2 separate regions of the Sminthopsis crassicaudata genome follow, and region 2 is linked to region 1. Evidence: chromatin contacts called from public Hi-C data. All regions are on one chromosome and are shown on one strand. Each heading gives the region's core, a stretch centred on a gene start, on an enhancer-like site or on the middle of the called end of the contact. The rest is flanking DNA. Distances are from core to core; before and after follow the strand shown.

The links. Hi-C and Micro-C count contacts between places; a contact is called where the count stands out from the background.
Region 2: a contact with region 1 is called in a Hi-C map of hippocampus, with 3 times the contacts expected there. The contact joins the promoter of FKBP11 here to the promoter of DDN in region 1. A contact is called at or near these places in 2 of 2 Hi-C or Micro-C datasets (fibroblasts and hippocampus).

The regions. Positions count from the first base shown.
Region 1 is chr5:232,869,202-232,872,694 of ASM4859323v1, reverse strand. It overlaps DDN (dendrin), which reads right to left and starts at 1,545. Exons shown (of 3, transcript XM_074270490.1): 1 at 1,203-1,545. The coding sequence starts at 1,237. PRKAG1 (protein kinase AMP-activated non-catalytic subunit gamma 1) reads right to left here. Exons shown (of 12, transcript XM_074270495.1): 8 at 3,372-3,493; 9 at 3,066-3,231; 10 at 2,908-2,945; 11 at 2,482-2,628; 12 at 1,690-2,336. The coding sequence ends at 2,232.
Region 2 is chr5:233,026,499-233,029,991 of ASM4859323v1, reverse strand. It overlaps FKBP11 (FKBP prolyl isomerase 11), which reads right to left and starts at 1,907. Exons shown (of 6, transcript XM_074270503.1): 1 at 1,629-1,907; 2 at 1,375-1,440; 3 at 968-1,055; 4 at 521-554; 5 at 165-235. The coding sequence starts at 1,763. LOC141544398 (a long non-coding RNA gene) reads left to right here and starts at 1,345. Exons shown (of 2, transcript XR_012482592.1): 1 at 1,345-1,459; 2 at 2,130-3,493.

The sequences.
Region 1 (3,493 bases), core at 296-2,795:
GTAATAACACAGCCCACACCAAACTCACCCAGCAGAGACTTAGCAACCCTTGCATAGCAACCATGCTAACACTTTAAATGGAGGTAGGGAAGGGTGTAGTTCAGCAGATAACATTCCTCCTTTAACAAAAAGAAGAGGTAACAGTAGAGGAATATGGAGGGGACTTCCTCCCAACCCAAGGTTACTTGGGGTTCAGAGACAGCATGGCAGATGGCAAGACATCCTGATTTATTTTAATCTTTTTTTATGAGGCAATTGCAGTTAAGTGACTTGTCCAGGATCATACAACCGGGAAGTGTTAAGTATTTGAACTCAGGTCCTCCTGACTCCTGGGCTGGTACTTTATTCACTGTGCTATCTGCCCCATCCTGAAATGTTTAAAAAAAAAAAAAAAAAAAAAAAAAAAAAAAACCTTTGCATTTTCCCTTAATTAAAACATAAGGGGTAGGTATCCGGTGGGGGGTGTGGGGGTGTGGTCTAGCATTGGTTGTTACCACTATAGAGAATAGATCAACTGAAGGTATTGTCTACTCTTTTTCAAACCTCCTCTGAAATGTCCACTCCCACAGAGGCAGATACAAAAAATTCAAGCATCCCAATTCCAAATCTTCCATTTTCTCATTTCCTCTTTAGAGAAAGAATCTCAATACATTACTTATCTGCCTAATTTTCCCATTCAACCACCCCATTCCTGCCCTGAATCCCTGTACTTACATGGCTCCAGCAATCGTGATAGCAAAGTAAGAGTGAAAGTCTTATCCTACTAGAATCCTAGGTCTTTTTAAAGTTTCTTCTCCAAACTCTCCCCCACTACTCTGACCCCATGGAATGTGCATACTTTCTAACTCACTAATCAACTCAGAAACCTCCCTCAGTTTCAGGAATGTGCTGTTCGGCCTTGTGTAGAATGATGTGATAGTGGCCCATCACAGTAGGATATCTTTAATTAGGGATTATATCCCAGGACCTGTACCACTTCCCCACAAAAGCATACCTTTTCTTCCACAACTTTCCTAACCTGAAGTTTGAGAAAAGTAGCATAGGGAAGATTAAGTCAAGAATCCAAAATGAGTTATTCTAAAACTATCAAACAGAAAAATTCAAGAAAAGCAAGATTGAGCAGAACTCTAGCATTTGACTCCCACTGTCTACCCAACCCCCAACCCTTCCATCAGCTCCTATCCCAGGTCTCCCTAACTCACTGTTCCAGGTGCCATTTGATGGCTTCTGTCTGCATGTCCGTAGTCAGGAAAGTGAGGATTAAATGTGTAACTCTGTAGCTGTTTCTCTCCCTACCCTCCCAAAGGCAGCAGAGACAATAAAAGGGATTTGTAAACTCACACACTGTGCCAGTTCAGCAGAATCAAAGCCTAGTCCTGCCTTCCCAGCACCACTTGGAGGGAGGATTTCCTAGAACATTCATGGCAGGGAGGTGTACTGGGAGATGGTGCTGGGAACTAACTCCTGAATGCCTGAAGAAGAAAAGGGACCTAACAAGGGATTAAGCTCAGGTTCCAGTCGTAACAGAGGGAAAGAAGACTGGGGGCATAGAAAGGCAAAGTTTGGATAAAGGAGAGATGTGGAATGTAATAAATCTATTCTAGGAGAAGGATGTGTGTGGGGCCACAGGTGCAGAGGTCAAGGACATCAGTGCTGAAAGCTCCAAAGAAAATACAACACCAAAGGATATAGATGTCCTTGTCATTTTAATTAGTATCACTATGAAAAATAAATCTGAACCAGCCTTTCTGAACTTCCCTTTCCAACTCCCCAAGACATGGGAAGCAAAGCAGGGGAAAAAAAGATCAAGAATTCAAAGGCTACGTACTCCCTCCTCACAAACATCATTATAGGAGGAAATGGCACTATTCTCCCCCTCCCGCAACTCCTTTTGTAGGAGGAAGAATAAAAACATATTTTACCAAGTTTCATGGTACATTATTTCAGGAGAACGAATTAGAGTATTTGCTGAGAGGATTGGGAATCTCTTAGAGATCAGAATTAATTAAGATGAGGGGTGCCCAGTATTTCAGGCAGAGGACCAGTGTAGATGATGGGTGCCTAGAGGTTACTCCTTCAAAGTGTGCCGGTTTCTGTGTTTTCCAACACCTTTATACTGGCTCTGTAAGGTAGGGTGAGTGGGTAAGCTTCATAAAAGGGTTCCAAGCCTCTAATATCCCAGCCAACTAATCAGAGGTATAGTGCATTCTATGTATTCCTCCCAACTCAGCTCATGGTTTCTCTCCACCTCTGAGCACCAAGGCCTGTAGTATGTCAGAGAGTGACACGATGCCCTTTACCACATTGTTTTCTTCCACAACCACCAGCCGGTGAACCTGATAGAGGATGACAAGAGAGAAAAGAAATGTTCTTTCAGTCTAACCTCAATGATGAAACTTCCCTATTTCCAAGCCTCCCCCTTCAATCTAAGTAGTCATGGTTTTCCCTTCTTTCCCAACTCTTTTGATTCTCCTTCCCCACCTCAGCTTCCACCAGCCTGTTAATGATGGTTTCCAGAGTTTCATGCTGGTAGCACTTGAGTACACCCTCAAAATAGTGGGATCGATGCTGTAGTGCTTTTGTCACAGATATATCCAAGTTGTTATAGGTCTTTTCAGCTGCCAAGTTCTGGGAAAATGAGGGCAAAGAGCCCAAAAAGCATGGTTTCCAATTCCTCAAACCCCATTCCATCCCACTCCATCCCCCTAGAAATGGAGAGTTCAGAACTGGGTCATCTCCCAAGCCACACTTAGTGAGTAAGGGATTCAGTTCTTTTTTCACATCAGGATGTGGAGGCCAGTGTCTCCAAAGCTCCGGAACCCACAAAGAATTTCCTCCATTTCCTTCCCACATTCCCCAATCCCTCCTTCCTTTTCCCTACCACCTGGTCCCTCTGAAGTCACTCACAATGACATCAAATTTGGAGTAGATATCCACCACACGCCCTGTGAAAATAACCAGGGCTTGGAATCCAGCAATGGAAAGCCCGTCACTGCCCACAAGACATCCCTGGGGACACAGACTTCCCCTTCCATCCCTTCTTTTCTCTCTCCCCAATTTCTTACCTTTCTCATCTACCACAGGCAAGGCAGAAACCCGGTGCTGCACAAAGATGCCCAATGCAACATAGACAGGTGTGGTGGTACGCACAAGAGCAATGTTGGCATAAGTGCCTATCTGGAGCTCCTCCAGAGACTTAGACATGAAGTCCGGTTTAGGAAACTCTGCAATCTGGTGGGGAGACCAATAACTAGGCTTCCAGGTCCTCCAAATGGCCCTCACACACCAAGTCCCCAACTCAGCCCCGCTGGGCTTGAATGCAGTATATGTTGTAATGGGAGAAGTCAGAGAGGAAGAGAAATAGCACTTACAAAGAGCTTGAGGAACTTGAGGATACGTTTGTGGGTGAGGATATACAGAGTGTTGCCAGAATCAGGGTCAATGACTGGCAATCTATGGATCTTATTTCGGATCAGTGAGGAAACAGCATCAA
Region 2 (3,493 bases), core at 658-3,157, 160 kb before region 1:
GCTTCAGAAACTTGACAGGCTAACTACTTTTTGTCCTAAATAGACTAATAAGAGATGAAAACTAGAGACCCTAACCATCCCAAAGAACCAACCAACCCCTTTTAAAATGGAACTTAACTCAGCATTCAAGAACTCAGAATTTAGAAGAATACTGGTGTGTTTACCTGGGATGGATGGGGGAAATCCACGTTTTCCATAGGCCAAGTGAGGGGGAATGATTGCCCTTCGCTTCTCTCTAAGGGAGAGGACACAAGTCAAAGCCAGTGGGCAGGAAGGCCTCGAGTCCTGCACCATTTCCTATGCCATCCTGATAAATTATGCTCTATGTCCACAGATGCCCAGCCAAAGAGTTCCATTCCTTCCACCCAACCGTCAGGGGGTGAAAGTTAAGAGCCGAAGCTCTCCAAGCCTTCTCTAACAGAGCCACCCCCCTTAATGACTGAAGTGGCGCTGTACATTTTCAGATTTCAATCATAGAAAAGCAATGTTTCCAGGACTGCCCCAACCCAACAAGACTTACCCCACACACATGTCCAGCAGGCTCTGCTCCAGGCCTTAGCAACGGCAGGAAAACAACCAGGGAAAAGACACAACTGAATGGATAGGGAAGTGGAGTCAAGGATTCTCCCACTTCCCTCAAAGCATGAAAACCTTGGTCCCCTTCCCAACCCTTAAAAGTTCTCTAATGTCACAGGGAGAGGAAAGAGAAGTCGGCTGGAAGGAGTTGAGGTGTGAGCTAGAGCCCCTTAGGTTTAACCCTCTATTTTAGAATTTTTGGTTTTTTGTCCCTTTCTTCCTCACAACAAATAAAGTCACCGGCACAGGAAGGCCCAGGAGCCAGATTCCAAAAGCAATTCCTCGGAAGCAGGCACTGCCTCTGGAGGGCCGATGCCAGATGCCAGCTCGGAGCATCCTACTAGAAGGGATTAGACGCGATCTTTGGGCAAAAACTCTAGAGTAGGGATACCTGGGATGACCTGCTTTTGACCAAGCTCTATAACCAAGGGGTCCCTGGTGAGTGAGGTGTCAACTATTCGTCCATCTTCAAGGCTGCCCTGAGGGAGAAGACATCATCAGCAACCACCAGATTATTTTCCCCTAACATGGCCACCCCTGCACCCCCAAATCTCAGAGAATCCCCACTGCCTCCAGGGGCTTATCGTACTCTAGGGGAGCCCCAACAAGGTAGGACCCCGTTCATAATAGTCGGGAGGTGTCCTAGTTGGAGAAAATAAGACCACCCCCGCCACGTGCTCCCGGGGCCAGGGGAGGGGGCGGGGCAGCTCCCACTCTCTTAGCTCCTCGCCACGTGTCCCAGTTAAAGCTGACGTGTTTCCGCGGGGCCCCACCCCCAATCCCAGACGGGCTCTTCACCGTATAGTGAATGTGCAGCGTATCTCCGAAGGCGGCGGGCTCGCGGCAGGCCTCCGGGGGCTCTACCTACAACAGATCCCGGGAGGCAAGGCTTGGAGAGAGGGACAGGAGGAGGAGGAGAGGGAGGGGGAGGAGGAGAGGAAGGGGGAAGGGCTCGCTTCTCCCGGGGAATGCGGGGTGCCCCCACTCTCAGTACCCCAGGAGGAGGGGTCCGGAGGTACAAGGGCGGGGTCGGGGGGCGCCTCCCCTCTCACCAGGGTTTCTAGTTGGAGAGTCCGGATGGAACTTTCAGTTTCATCCTCGGGCTCCGCGAGACTGCTCGTGCCTCCCAGAAGCAGCAGCAGCAGGAGCAGTGGCGGAGACTGGAACAGGAGCGGCTTGGGGGCCATGGCAGGACGTGGGGCGTGGGCACGTGTGGGCACCGGGTCGCGCGGCCGGGGCAGGCAGCGAAGAAGAGCGGAGAGTCTTGGGAGCCCCAACCAGGCTGGACAGGATGGGGCGGAACGGGCTCCTCCTCCGCCACCCCTCCCCGGGACCGGGCCCCACCTCCCACCCAGTTAGGAGCCGGCTGCAGGGAGGTGCTTCCCTGCCGGGGGGGGGGGGGGGGGGGGGGAAGGGGGGGAGAAGAGAGGGGGGGGAGGGGGGAAGCCAACCCTAAACCCAAATCCAAGACTTTGAACCTGATCGAGGTGGCGCCGGGCCCATACCGAAGCCAGAGCCCTAACATTTTCCCCACCTTCCTGCCATTATTATAGCACCTCAGAATTGAGAGATGGAAGAGATTTGATTCAACTGAACCCAAAAGAATCCTCGTTATCACACACCCAACAAGTGGCCGTCCCATTGAGGGAGGGGAGAAAAACTGGCGAGGAGAAGCCCCCGAGGCGGTGTACGTCCCCCACGTCGGCCTCTCGGCCGCCAATTTATTGTTTCTGGAGGTCCGAGATCCTAGTATTTCCATGACCAACCATCACGTAACTGCAGTTCTATTCTTCCGGACTAAACATCCTCAATTCCTTCTCTGGCCTTATTTCTGGTTGCCCTCCGCTGAATGTAGCTCATATTTCTCAAACTGTGGTGCCCAGAACGGACATGGTCCGATGAAGGCAGAGCGCCGTCACCTTCCCAACTCAGCCAAGGTTACATCAGTGTTTTTGGTTTTGGCTACCGCGTCCCACAGCTCACTCGGATTTGAGTTAAATAAACCGTCTTCCAATGGCCGCATAACTGCATTCTCCAGCCTAAACTTTTTTATTTGTAATTTTTAATTTTAAACTTAAATACAAAATGAGGGGGGAAATTGCCATGTACACAGCAGACCAGAAGAGATTAATATAAAACAATAAATTTTACGTTTGAAAAAACCCTCTATACTATTGTTTTCAAAGCTGTCCAGCTTTTCTTTGCTTTCTTGGTTTTCTTTTGTTTTCTGTTGTACACCTTTTACTTTACCTTTTCCCTTCCCTGCACAAAAGGCGGCCACAATTAAGGGTGGATATACCTACACATACATACATACACACATACACGTAAGACTATCCTGTGCATACTCCCTTTTATCTTGTGTTTCTCGGAAGGAATTCCTTCATAAATCCAAGTCTTTCCATATTTTTCTAAATTAACCAGCTCATAATTTCCTACACCACAGCAATATTCCCACCCAATCACATCCTGAGTTTTATGAAAGTTTTCCCCCAAATTTTCTGCATTCCTTCTGGTCTTTTCTACATGGGTTTTATTTATGCAAGAAAATTTTAACTTAAAATAATCAAAATGATCCTTTTTATACTTCAAAAATACTCTTCCCTTATGTAGTTTAAGGTCTGATGCTTCTGAATCTACTTCCATTACATTCCATTACTTCAATTACATTGTTGATCTTTTGTTCTTCCAGATGAACTGTATTATTCTAATAGTAATTTTTTTGAGTAATTTAATTGGGATGATATCGAATAAGCATAGTGGACAGAGCACCAGCCCAGAAGTCAGGAAGATCTGAGTTCAAATTTGGCCTCAGACACAACACTTCCTGTGTGTGACCCTGGGCAAGTCACTTAACCTCAATTGCCTCAGGAAAAATAATTGTCATTAAAAAAATAATGGCTTTATCTACCCATGA